Regions from separate parts of the Zea mays genome. Here regions 1, 2 and 4 are each linked to region 3. The links are chromatin contacts, called in public Hi-C maps. All regions are on one chromosome and are shown on one strand. Each heading gives the region's core, a stretch centred on a gene start, on an enhancer-like site or on the middle of the called end of the contact. The rest is flanking DNA. Distances are from core to core; before and after follow the strand shown. Region 1 holds the start of LOC100274458 (ubiquitin-protein ligase). Region 2 holds the start of LOC100037822 (aluminum-induced transporter). Region 3 holds the start of LOC100281427. Region 4 has its middle 54 kb from the start of LOC100274458.

Region 1 (3,499 bases), core at 824-3,323, 290 kb before region 3:
TTGATTTAAACATATCATTAATCTAAGTCATTCATATATGATTGCATATTAAGTATTACAAATAATAACAAAATAAGGGGAAATGCTTATATATAGTTATATATATACGTATCAAAGATCAACTATATACCTTATTCTACCAAACATTCATGCGATCGCTTATATTAATTAATCTGTCAACACGTAAGCTAAAGTACTATAAACATGATGCACGCTATTAGTATTTATCAAATCATTACGCAATGATTAGTTGATCATGGTTCTGAAAAGAAAATTGATCAGCAGGTTGAAATAATGTTGTTTTTGCATAGAAAATGTAATACATACATTATTTACACTAACGCATATCTTATCCGAACCCCATTTTAGGGAACTTAATTACTTATCAAACCTCCCGAGTCCCGACCTAAGAGTAAAAATCTTTACATGAAAAAAAAATGAGCAAAGAAAAAGGTTTTGCCGTATCTCTACGTATGATTAGGTATGAGACGACGAACAAACAGACGACTAGATCAAACGCGAGAATAGTGACCAAATGCAAATGGTGATCGGTCTTGGTTGGCTGCGGAACGCTGGCATGCGATATCAACAAGGGTAGGATGCCATGTGCGACGCCAAGCACGGCGAGCCCCTCCAAACTCTGGCGTGCATCTTGAGCATCTCCCGCGCCCTCTCCCTCGGGCGCTCGCCCGATGCGCCGGCCTGCACCAGGTACAGCAGCCTCGCTACTACTCCGACGGCAAGCATCTCCTGCAGCACCGCGGGGGTCGCGGAGTGCCTGGCCACCGCGTGCAGCGCGCGCACCGCGCTCTCGGTGGCGGTGGGGGACAGCCGCGTCGCGGCTCGCGCAACAACAGCCAGCCCTGCCGGGTGGGCCACGAGCTCCAACCGCCCTTCTGCGCAGCCGCACAGATGATCGATGGCAACCACCGCGAGCTCCACCGCCCGCTTGCCGTTGCTGCCACCGCACCCGCACCCCACGTTGAGGAGCAGCTCCACCACCGCCGCCACGGCGCCGGCCTCGACTGCCTTGACGCGGTTGCGGCCCCACGGGCAAAGCCGGCAGAGCACGTGAAGCGCCACCTTGATCGCCTTGGGCGACAACGTCCGGTCTGCCACCACCCTCACGACGCCCTCGACCAGATCCGTGCTCGCCGAGCTCAGCTGCGAGGGCTGCATCGCCGACAGCGCCGCCTTCAGCAGGTGCATCGCGTACGTGCGCGCCCGGTAGTTCGGCGGCCAGCGCAGCACGGACGCTAAGGTGTCCACGAAACCGTCGCTGCTCTCCAAGGCTCTCTTCAGGCTCGCCTCGGAGAGCTTGAGAGAATGCAAGATGCTCAGAGCCGCCTCCTCCGGCGAGCACGCCTTAGGGGAGTCCGGCACGCCGCACATCGGCTCCTCTTGGGATCTGCATCCGCCGAGAGGCTTGGACGACGACGTGCCTGCGGCGTGTTTCTTGACGACGGACACGAGGAACTCCACGGCTTCTGGCACGCCCTCGACGCAGCGCCGGTTGCGGTCGCTCTCCCCGATGATGTCCGCGAGCTCCCTGAGCGCGGCCAGCACTTCCTGCTGGCCACCCTTCTTGGCGCAGCCCACGATCGCGGCGACGCGGTCGGCGTCGACCGGTGGGCGCGGGGTGGGGAACCGCTCGACGGCGTGCGCGGCGCACCAGGACTGGATGAGCCGCCGGAGCGTGTGGTTGGGCGTGGGCTCGAGGTCGTCGGCGCCCAGCGGCAGCTTGGTGACGGGGCAGTCGCCGTGCCCGTCGGTGAACAGCCAGCGCTCGATGCTGTCGCGGTCGTAGGTGATCCCCGACGACAGCGTGACCGGGTCCCGCATGACCTCCAGCGAGATCGGGCACACGAAGAACTTGGGAACCTCCACCGGCGCCAGAGCCAGAGCCGGCGCCCGCGCCCGCGCCCGCTCCATGGATTCTATTGATCCTGCCTGCGCAGCACGCAGCACACCTTGCGCGTCGTTTACCTGCTGCGCACCTATCTACGCATGAAGCTAGCTAGCTAGCTACAAGGCTAGAAAGTGGAGAGAGAAAGAGTCTGTGGTCAAAACGGGAAAGGTTCTGGAGCAGAATGGGACGGGGGGCGAATAAGCTTTTATACAGGAGAGGAAGAAGATAGGAGAAGAAGAGAGACGAGCCGCGAGGTTCACGGACAAGTGGGTGCCGCCGGTCTTGGTTCGGTGGATTCTTTTCTACCAGCACTGTTTACGAAGGGTGAGCAATGCAAGGAGCGTGGTTTGACGCAGGTGGTGGTTGATCCAGAGCTCTGGTTGGTGTGGAAGTGGAAGAGAAAATAAATATGGCGGCCGCGCCCGCGCCCGCGCTGCGAAATTAATAGCGAGATCACCGTTGGTCGCGCGGGATCGGAAGCGAAGGTCCACCGGGTCGTACATGGTTGCCGGACGGCGCGGGGCGGCCACCGCGAGGCACGAGCACGGACCACGAAATGTTCCGCGCCTTTGACCTTGCTCCTGCATGGATTTAGGCACTGCTTTTGCATCAGTTTTGGTTAGTTTCTAAATTCTGAATTCTCAGAGAAAACTGATAGTAGGATGTTACAATTCCACGGTGTTGAAGAATCTGACTTCATTTAAAAGTAGAGGGATCTAAGCAGACCCTTAAATTAGTTTTGTTTATTATCCTAGAGCCTACCCCGTCGACTCTTCCTTCGTTCGACTCGCTGCCTTTGACAATGTCTCGCGTCAGCTGCTGATCAGCTCGGAAATTTTCAAGTTTCAATCTTCAATTAATTTCACTGCTAGTAGGATAACGTCAACCGAATTAATGCCCGCTGCAGTTCTCGGTTGGGGCTGTATATATGCAATTTCATGTGCGTATTATATGCTCTGATTGCATCTTTCGAATGAAGGGAAGAAGATATGGGCTATGAGGGACCCGCTCAACAAATTATTTAAATTTTGGACCTTCGGAAGAATATGATTATAATGCCCTTGTGGCTTACTGCTTCGGAGGTCTAAAGCAAGATTTTAAATAGCCAGCTATAGCGGTCGATATATCCCGATATATCCTTTTTATCAGCGAAAAGTTACGTTGTTTAGCCCGATATATCTAGCTATATCGCGATATATCACAATATTTGCATTTTTTGAAAGTTTGGGGATAAATTCATTTTCCCGCTATTTAAAACACTGGTCTAGAGTAATCCTAACATGCATGGTTTCAAACTTCATTAAGGGCTTGTTAGGTTTCATTAAAATCTATATTGATTAGAGGGGATTGAGTGGGTTTCAATCCATAGCAAGTCAAAATTCTTCATATTTTATTTCCAATCCCTTGCAATCCATGAAACACAGAAATAACTCAACATGGCCTAAATGATAACCTTGTTTTAGTCTTTTTATTAATAGAAATTGACACTGTGCAACGCCATAGGGGCAACTGCCTAGGTCATACCAAAGGATTTGCATAGTGTTTCTTATGGGGAGTGCTTCCATGTAGCCACATCACTCTGCTCTCATG
Region 2 (3,373 bases), core at 19-2,518, 460 kb before region 3:
GGTGGTGCAGAGGCATGTGCCGACGCCGACGACGATGGTGGAGAAGCGCTGGTGGGCGAGGCGGATGAGCTCGTCGACGCGGTAGCTGGACACGGCCACCAGGCTGAAGGTGAGGATGAAGATGGTCACGCCGTAGTCGTACCGCGCCTTCACCTCCGGGATGAACCGCGAGAACGTCGCCGCCGACGCTGCAATAATACATAGTGCATGGTGACGACTGACGACGACTGTCGACGACTCGTGTGTCAAGAAAGCAACGGCGGCCACCGTACGTACGTACGTGCACGGCTGGCCAACCGCTCTTGCTTAGCTTCGCGCATGGCGAACATGCGTACGTGCGTGGTAAAAATGGTCTACAGGCACGGGAGGGTAATAAACGTGCATGGCCGACGCAAATTAATAAATTAATCGTGTACGTACAGAGCAAGAAGACGAAGACGGCGAGCAGCACGGGCTCGGCCTTGTCGCCGCACAGGTAGGCCACCTTGTGAGCCCCGACGGCGATGAAGCCGGCGGCCAGCGTCCCGCACGCTCTGTTCAGGCCTTTGCTCAGCGTGCCACCTGCCACACACATACATGACATGAACACACCCCGCGCGCACCAAGAACTCGTCACCATATATTTATTGTTTCTACAGTTCTACTGTGTGAAACTGTGAATAATGGCTGCTTGTAACGCAACACAGCTACTATATACGTGTGCGTATATACGTACACAGCATGTATATATACACTAATATATCTACAACGACCTGCTCACGATCGATCGGCTAGTTAGCTGCTTGTGTGTATATACGTGCGACGGAACGATCCGTACCACGACGTACGTACGTACGTACCGACGGTGTACTCCATGACGACGACGACGGTGAGCACGGCCCACATGGTGGACACCCCCCAGTTGTTGAAGAGCGGCCTGACGTAGTAGAGCACGGACACGAGCGTGAGCGCCAGGCCGACCTTGATGGAGTGCGCCACCCGCCGGGGGTCGTCCCTCGCGATCCTGCCCAGCTTGCGGGCGAACCCGACGACCTTGCCCCAGAGCATGCCCGCCGCCGAGCACAGCAGCTCCCAGCACCTCGCCCGCCGGAACGACCCGCCGCCGCCGCTTCCATTGACGACACCGCTCTCCATCTCATCAATCTCCATGACGGACGCTCGATCGGGGAACGGCGGTAGAGCCAGCTAGCTAGCTCTAGCCTGGTGAATTAATGACGACGACAGTGGGGCGGTAGGCAGGCTCTACTAGATGTGGTGCCGCGCGTGCGTGGTGCATGTCTCCATTGAGGCGCGGGCACGGAGGGCTTATATAAGCGGAGCTGCGGAGGGGAGGAGGAGATCAACCGGCCGGCAGCGGCTTCGGGATAACGGGGCACCGCAACACGGCAGCCAAAAGCGTGTGCGTGTGCCGTGGCCGCCGGCCTTTTTGTGCGGAATCTTGGCTCGCGACGACGTCGATCGGTCGGTGCGAGAGCCTAGAGCTCTCTTTCGTGTCGCAGTTCCGCTTGCTGCTGCTGCCTTGCTTGTTTCTCGCCACCACGCCGCGTGGGTGGTTGCTCTTGCCCTGTTCATGTGCCCAACTGCGCAAACTCGAAGGCAGCCATGCCTAGGCATGCACGCATGCCGGGTCGTTTGAGCTGGCTGCGACCTGTCTTCTGATTCAGGTCTGTGGCGTCTCCTGTCGACGAGGACGATTGTCCTTGTCCTTGTGCAGTGGCAGGGCATGCAAGGCCGCAACACGTACGTACGGTGAGATTGTGCATATGCATGCAGGCGAAGAACAACACAGATCGATCTCTTTTGACCTGTGTACACATGTCTGCAGCTGCTGGTCGGTCGGACGAGGTAGAACGCATCTTGGTCTTGTTGCCTTTCAGCGGCCGCCGCACAAACGCACGGCATGACTGCACCTATATACGATCGATGACTCATCTATGATCTGTACGGAGTAGTGGTACGACGTCTCTGAAACAGATCCCCACCCTCTGACTTCTCAATATATATAGATTATAAATGCGATGAGCGGCGCCCAAAGGATTTCTTTGATTTTAAAAAACACCTCCTTTAGCACCTGTGGCACTGGCATGTACTAGAAGCCATTCTGCGCACCATTTTTTATTAAAAAGAACCACGCCGAAAGGAAAAAGGTGAGGTCATGGTTTTTGCTGTACGCATGCATGCCGCCCCCCTGCTACTACGCAACTAGGCTACGGCTAGCAATCGAGACGCCACATGACTTATCAATCTACCTCTTTTTGCTTGATTTTAGGTACACCTCAAATGTAGCTTATCACATTGATATACTATAATCCTATTAAAGGCTGGTTTAGAAATTTACTATAATCCTATTAAAGGCTGGTTTAGAAATTTAGGGTGTGTTTGGTTGCATGCATAAGGAGTGATAAAACGGGACGGCTGCAGTTTATATAATGTTTGGATGAGAGTCACGCAGGGTCGAGGTAAACACCGAACAATTTTTTTGTGACAGCGTGCTTTTAAAAAATCGAGGGGACGATGTCGCCTCCCGTCTCATCCTACTTTGATATCAAACCAAATATATTATTAATTCCTCTTTAAGATTTCCGATAACTTCCTAGAGAGGATTTAAGTTTCTAAACTAGCCCTAAAAAACAATCTCGTTAAAACATTAGTTCAAGCATGCACTTCTATTCTGCCGGGACGCCAAATTTATGAGCCTTGTTCAATGCATTTGCACTAGGGATATATGGATCCCGATGTTAAAAAAGACTCCCAAAGATCCCATATGAATATTCGTTTTAATGTCACACTATATTCGGATTTGCTTCCTATGACTTTTTCCTATCCGATTCTAAATTTATATTAAAAATGCAAAACACTCCTGCATCATCTATATCCTTGAGCAGTGGCGGAGCCAGGATCTCTCTAAGAGTAGGGCCAACAGATATAACACTAAAAAGATTTGTATCAGCTAAAAAAAATTAAACCGTGCAAATGCATAACTAATGGCACATATAAACAACATTTGAACATAATAATTACAATTTAAGGTAAAATTGACTTAAACAAGTAGTTAACTAATTCAGAAAATGTTATATCTTCGACTTAATGATCAATCATCAATTGTTTGGGTTGCTTTTTTATATATTTTACGTGTCCTGATGTGCAAATAAGCAATTAAACAATACTGAGTAGGAACTCACTCAACTCAGGATGGGAAAATAGAGGTTCATTGGCTCACCAACACCAAGTCACCACTGCCAAAGACGGCCGACTGAGGTGACGAGAGGCCGATACATATAGAGACATAGAGGATCCACATATGGCAGGCTTCTTATGTCTTTCGTCGCTGCTGCCCAGCAAGCTATAGCTTACGCTCTGCATGCAGTGCGCA
Region 3 (3,398 bases), core at 324-2,823:
TGAACTGACACAGGTTGTCAAGAACAAAGCAAACGAAAAGAAAGCACAAGGCTAACCACCACTAAACTAATATGGCGGCCGAGGTTAACCTTAATCCCCGACCCGGCCTCTGTCGTGCACTCCTGACGATGCTCACCACCAAGGCAACAACTCGACACCCGTACACCTGAAGCCGCCGCACATAGGGAATCCCACCGGACGGACGGAGCAACAACAACCCACACGGATCCCGAGAAACTGGAGGAGCAGCAGCGAAAAACAGCGCGGAAAGGCTAGCGACAATGAAGACGCTCGGAAGTAAAAAAAAAAGGATTCTCTCGACTAGGGTAGTGTCCCGTAATAAAAAAAAAACAGCCTCTGCCGCGCCCCGCGCACTGTGCCGTAGCGTACCGTGGATGGGAAAGCGGGGAGGGGGGGGAGCAGGGGGGCCTGCCGGCGGCTCTACGCGTCTGCGGCTCTACGCGGCCCGGCCGGCAGGCGTAGGGGCGTAGTAAACTTAAACTCCGCTCGCTCGCTCTTCCCGCGTAGTAGTACTACATGGCCACTAAAGTTGCGGCCTTTCAGTCCAGAGGAACTGCTCCGGTGGAGAGAGAAACAAAATTACGGCAGAACCTAATTCCTACATATATGCAGAAATGCAGAGTCGAAGTCTCAAAAAAACAACAACAACAACAACACAAGTTTAGATACCCTTCCGTGAACCGAAATAATTGACTACTGGTAGCGTTGGATTGTTTGACAGAATATGAACAGAAGGCGAAGCGCTTGGTTCGGTTGCATGTGCTCTGCGGGTCACCGCGCCAATACAATTCGGCCTCCGGTCCTCCCAGTCCCAACCGGAGGAGGATGTGTTAATAATAAATGTGGCTACGGCTTCCGTTCGAAAGGGCGACGCCGCTCTAGGTCCATTCCCGACCCGACCCGACCCGACCCGACAGAAATTCGAAAGCGAAAACGGAGGCGCGCGGAGTCAGGGGTCAGGGCGACTTTTTCCCCTAAAATCCAGCGCTGGTATCCGGGGCTTATTTTTGCATGGTATTGGGTAGTACTCACCACTCTGTATTTGATGTGAATCAAATGTGGGCGACGCGCCGCGACGGTGCTCTTTCGGAGCAGCTCGAACCGTTCCAATCACTCACGCGCGCAACCAAACCGATCGAGATGGTAGGTAAAAAAACAAAAACAAAAAAAAACAAAAAAACCAGACGGGCGGAGCGGAGAAGCCAAAGCGGATCGCGGCGCCTAAAACGGAAGAGAGAGCACCGAGAATTCAGAGGCACGGCACTCACCCGCCGCGAGAGCACTCGACGGAGGGCTCTCCCGAAGCCGCCGGCGCCGCCGCCGACCTCCTCCCGCCGGCACGCGCCATCCCGGTTGCGGCCTGGATCGGAGGCCTTCGGCGGGAGGGTGTTTGGAGGGGACAGGACAGCGGGAATCGGAGGCGGGCGAGCTTGGGGGATGGGAAGGATCGGGCGCTCCTGTTGTAGTATTGGACGCGTCCTCTGCTCCGGACCCCGGCCGCCTCGTTTGCTCCGGTCTCCGTCCGTCCGTCCGTCGTCTCTGGTGGTCTTGGTTTCCAAGGCGGGCGTTTTGTCTCCGTCTCTCAATTGGCAGGCGCTCTTATTATGCTGGGCGGGCGTGGGCTGACCCCCGACGCGGTCTTCCAATTGGCCGCGTGGCGTCGCTTTCTCGGGGCCGGACTCGGGCCAGGGTGGGCCGGCTCGCCGGCCCCTGGATTCCTGTGCTACGACTCTTCTCCCTATCAGAGCATGTCCTTTCGTCATCAGATAAAAAAAAAATTGACGAAAGGCGACGAGGTCGTACCAGCAGCGACATGTCGTTCGCTAGGGCAGGGCACTGGTTCAGATAAAAAAGGAGCCAGAAAAGTTACTGGAACCTTACGTTACTACATACTTGTTGGCATCTCACCATACAAAAAAAAAACAGCGCAAGGCATCCGAAGCACTGATCCATCCTGCAGACGAAATAAAGCGTGATCCCCGTGTGCAAGTAGTCCAGACTGCATCGCATCACAGGTGCATGTGGTGGTGGAAGAAGGGAACTAGTGGCCTGGATTAAATCAAGTCACGAATCGCCCACCGTCGTCGTCTCCCAGCTCTGCCGAGTCCTGATGACCGAACCCACTTTTTAGGCTGTCAAAGGACATGAATGAATACATACTTTTGCATCCGAGCACGGGGCAAGCAAGGTCACGCTTTTGCCGATTGTTCTTCCTACCAGGCTACCACGGGCACACTAACTAGCTAGCAGCACTTTACACGGGAAACGGAATGGTGTGCACTAGTAGCATTCTTTTTTTTTCTCTTCCAGGTGCTGTTTATGTTAACATATAGAGATTAAGCCCAACAATGAACCGAGATACTGCTGTATGTATGATCCAGCAGTTTACGAGCATACTCTGATTGATTGATTAGCAAGCCAAAAGTTCCCTGGCTTTGGTGGTGCTGGCCTTCTAGTTTGCTGCTTCGGTATTTGTAACATGTTGCCAAATGGGCTGAACATAATTCAGCAAACCAAAAACAAGTGCCAAGTGGGGAACAATTGCGCTGCGCACCTGAGTTGAACAATTGGTGCTGTGACAGGAGAAGCGAGCAGCAGGTGCCAGGCTGCCAGCCGGCCGGCCGGCCGGGCAGCCGGCGCCCGGCGGTCGCTGGTCCGGATTCAGGAGGCAGGGTCTGCTGCCCCGGCCGTCGCAGCCACGGACACGGTCGGGGACTCGGGGTAAAGGTTAAGGCCTGCGCTGCAGATGACCCTAGCTACTGACGCCTACTGTACCAATTTATAGTAGTACACGTTTAACTAAGGCTTGGAACACCAAACCAACGAACAGAATAGACAGATCGTCAGTATCGGGATTCGGGAGTGCTCTTGTTACTGTAACCAACTGAAGGAATAGCATTGCTTAAGCCCTATGTATGCAGTATGCGTATGAGAAGCAAAGTCAAAGCCTCGCTTCGTAGTTCTTCCTTCTTATTTTTTATATAAAAAAAGAGGCGTACTTTGTCTCTTCTGCCCCCACACCATGTAAACAACGCCTGAACATGTGGCCGTGAACTTGCCAGGAGTTGGGTTGCAAAGGAAGATATGAGATGGTGGGGGTGGGGGGGGGGGGGGGGGGGGGGGGGGAATGGATTCGTTAATGCCTACTACTAGTCTACTACTGTAGAAGGATTCGACGCCTTTTGCATGGATATCTGTGCATTAACTCCGAAAAGTTCGGCAACATGCAACTGCAATGTCGCCGATCCGGCGATTCTTCGTCGGCAACGACTTTGTTGGAGTTTATCTTTTTTATATATAAAAACTTTTAAAACTTAAAATTGTTTTCTCAGTGTTGACCGATCTCATGCTTCTTTTACGGCGCCGTGAAGGGAACA
Region 4 (3,469 bases), core at 489-2,988, 340 kb before region 3:
ACCTCGGGAACCGACCTGGGCTTCCTTTAATATCCGAAGCCCACGGCTCCCGTTATACCTACCCTATATATATATATATATATATATATATATATATATATATATATATATATATATATATATATATATATATATATATATATATATATATATATATATACTGTTTTTATATATTACACCTGGGTGCATTCAATATAGAGAATGCACCCAGGCCGAACCTACGCGCCAGGTCCGAGCCAACCGTCCCACCCAGGTCGTCTTCGTCCGTCTTCGTCCCTCCTGCACGTCTTTGTCGCTCCCGCCCGCTCCCGACAGAACCTTTTCACTTTCCCGCCCACGCCCCTCTTTCTCCACGAACGACTCAACCTCTTCACATAAGTTGCAATCACATCAGACCAGCAGTTGCAATTACAACAGACAGTAGTTGCAATCATTGTTTTGTTTAACAGATTTTTGGACATAGTTATATAGAAGTTGGAATCACACCAGACCAGCAGTTGCAATTACACTAGAAAGCAGTTGCAATCACACCAGACAATAGTTGCAATCATTGTTTGTTTAACAGATTTTTGGACATAGTTATATAGAAGTTGCAATCACACCAGACCAGCAGTTGCAATTACACCAGACAACAGTTGCAATCATTGTTTGTTTAACAAATTTTTGAACATAGTTATAAAGAAGTTGCAATCACACCAGACCAACAGTTGCAATTACACCAGACAGCAGTTGCAATCATTGTTTGTTTAACAAATTTTTGGACATAGTTATATAGAAGTTGCAATCACACCAGACCAGCAGTTGCAATTACACCAGACCAGCAGTTGCAATCATATTTTTTTAACAAAATTTCCAGAGTTATTCAGTACTTGCAATCACATCAGAGCAACTCAGCAGTTGCATCCACACCACACCAGCAGTTGCAATTACAATACACCAGCAGTTGCAATCATTGTGTTTACATTTTTAACAGATATTTGGGTAGAATTATACAGCAGTTGCAATCACACCTAATGCGAGGGACATGGAGGCGCGCTGACAGAGAGGCGCGCGGCGGCGCGGGGACAGGGAGGCACGCGACGGCGCGGGGACAGGGAGGCGCTCGGCGGCGGTGGGGAAGAGGGTGGCGCTCGGCGGCGGTGGGAGAGAGGGTGGCACTCGGCGGCGGTGGGGGAGAGGGTGGCGCGGGAACAGGGAGGCGCGCGGCGGCGGGGGGCAAGAAGGCGCGCATACAGGAGGTCGAGACGTGCTCGAGGTGTTATTGCAGGTGGGTGCATTCAATATAGAGAATGCACCCAGGTGCATTTTAGTGCCGCCGTGTATATATATATATATATATATATATATATATATATATATATATATATATATATATATATATATATATATATATATATATATATATATATATATTGTGTAAATAAGGGGTATGAAGCACAAACATACCTAACACACAAATGTATAGTACAATTGTTGACAGAAAACAGATATGTACAAATGCATAAAAACATCAGCCTAAAAGTCTAATAATTAGTCGTAGGTTCTGATATACTGCACGAATTCAAATCTAGAAATTCTGAGGCAAAATTAAATTTCTGTGAATGTATAACAAAAGTTAATTGTTGTTACCGGATCTAAAAGACACCAATTTGGCCCATAGTAGCAAGCCCTGGTCCGTCCGTTGATATGGCAAGCAGGGCAGACCAGCTATCGAAACCTGGGCGTGCCGTGTACTGCCAATCCAGCCCAGGTGGATGCCGCCGCTACTGAATATCAGCCCAACTATTAGAGTTCCTCCACATGCATCTCCAGCCTCCCGCCGCTATGGCGAGCTCGGGCCGAAGCCCTCGCTCAAACAGCAGCAGGCAGCCGACCGCGATGCCGTTGCCCATATTTTAAGCCGCGAACCCCAAATCCGATGGGTATCTAGGGATGGTAATAAATCGTGATCCAAATACTTCACATAATGATAGGATTCAAAATAAAATTTAGTTCAAAATGGAATAGAAATAGAGTTCGATCATAATCTGATTCGATTCTTAAATCTTATAATGTAAAATTTAGAGTCCATTATCACCCCCTACGGGTACCCGACCCAACGGGTGCGGGTATGGGTGAAGATTTTGACCCACGGGTGTAACTCGCACGGTCGCACCTGACCCGAAGTTTCGCGGGTGTGGGTGCGGGTTTCTATTTCAACTCGCGGGTGACCCATTCCCGGCCCGAAATTTGTTTCATTCTTTATTTTGTGCAAAAATAATTAAGATACAATAGTAATTATTTTGAAAAAGTAACTTGGCTAATGATTCAAGAAATGTTTTGTGGCTGCACAACGTAAAAAGGCTTAAATTTGTACATATAACTTAACTATTGTTGCTACTTAAGTGCCTATTGTCAAATTATTATTTAAAAGTGTACACTCAGTAAAAACCGCGAGCGACCTAAAACCCACCCGAATCCCGATGGGTGGATTCGGGTGCGGTTTTGGTATTGCACCCGCGGGTGACCCGAAATCCACCCGAAACCCGATAGGTTCGAGTGCGGGTTTGGAATTGCACCCACAGGTGCGATCATGGACAGGTTTCGGTAGTCTTCACGGGTGCGGTCGCGGGTGGATTTTTGCTCCATCCAACCCGAACCCGATCCATTATCATCCCTGGTTGCACACCTCCATTGGGTGGACAGGGTGGGCCTCGCCCACCCTCTGATTTTGATCGTGCTAAATTATATATATAGTTTTGACTAATTTGTCTCTTTTGATTCTCATACGTTGTATAAATGCAAACTTTTTTATTTATTGATTTTATAAAATTGGATTACCCTAACTTTAAATCATAGATTCTCTACTTATTCGCTACTGTACACCTTCGTGATCATCGCTATACACCGAGTAGCGTGGTCTGTTTAGTTCGTGGCTAATTACACCACACTTTACTTAATGTTAATCATTTGAATTGAAAAACTAATTTTAAATAAATTATAGTAAATTAAACAACGAACTAAACAGACCGTAGAAAAGGCATAAATGTCATGTCTGTCCGTCACCTGTTATACGCTAGAACTCGACGACTGCTAAGTAGTAGCATGTGCGTCACATCATCTAGGACACAAATCCAGATTTGATACTCTGTGTTATGCGGCGTTGAGAATTGAGATGTTATACGCCGGAGCTCGGTGCCTATGTAGCAATGTGCCCTACATCATCTAGGACATTTTCTAGGTTTGATACTCAATATGGCGTCGAGATGTGTTATTTTCGATTTCCTAAATCTATAAATAATTTTAAAACGTTTAGTGATATAATTATTAATATTTTTAAAAATACTTAAAAATCTTCTTTCCGGGTATGCGGCCTCGCCCTGGCATCCGAGAGTCGGAGAGTGTGGTCCCAACTTTTTTGGATTTTAGCCTTTTTGGGTTTTTTTTGCACAACTATGCTCTTTTCAGTTTCATTTAAAAAAATGGAGTC

What was found. A called contact is a pair of places that touch in the nucleus more often than the background predicts.
Region 1: a contact with region 3 is called in a Hi-C map of leaf, with 6 times the contacts expected there. The contact joins the promoter of LOC100274458 here to the promoter of LOC100281427 in region 3. A contact is called at or near these places in 2 of 25 Hi-C or Micro-C datasets (leaf and tassel).
Region 2: a Hi-C map of leaf mesophyll shows a contact between it and region 3, with 2.4 times the contacts expected there. The contact joins the promoter of LOC100037822 here to the promoter of LOC100281427 in region 3. A contact is called at or near these places in 7 of 25 Hi-C or Micro-C datasets (bundle sheath, ear, endosperm and 4 more).
Region 4: a Hi-C map of leaf shows a contact between it and region 3, with 7 times the contacts expected there. The contact joins the enhancer-like site here to the promoter of LOC100281427 in region 3. A contact is called at or near these places in 3 of 25 Hi-C or Micro-C datasets (ear, leaf and tassel).

What each region holds. Positions count from the first base shown.
Region 1 is chr2:57,188,246-57,191,744 of Zm-B73-REFERENCE-NAM-5.0, reverse strand. It overlaps LOC100274458 (ubiquitin-protein ligase), which reads right to left and starts at 2,073. Exons shown (of 1, transcript NM_001148817.1): 1 at 265-2,073. The coding sequence starts at 1,932. The coding sequence ends at 586.
Region 2 is chr2:57,358,281-57,361,653 of Zm-B73-REFERENCE-NAM-5.0, reverse strand. It overlaps LOC100037822 (aluminum-induced transporter), which reads right to left and starts at 1,268. Exons shown (of 6, transcript NM_001112522.2): 1 at 840-1,268; 2 at 421-561; 3 at 1-188. The coding sequence starts at 1,149.
Region 3 is chr2:56,902,653-56,906,050 of Zm-B73-REFERENCE-NAM-5.0, reverse strand. LOC100281427 reads right to left here and starts at 1,573. Exons shown (of 8, transcript NM_001368010.1): 1 at 1,290-1,573.
Region 4 is chr2:57,241,715-57,245,183 of Zm-B73-REFERENCE-NAM-5.0, reverse strand. No RefSeq gene overlaps it. Among protein-coding and RNA genes, the nearest start is that of LOC100274458, 54 kb to the right of the region's middle. Within about 2 kb of position 1,738, at least 16 of the 20 cell types and tissues checked have an H3K27ac peak or open chromatin away from gene starts, as enhancers often do. A contact at or near this core is called in ear, leaf and tassel, where this site is marked.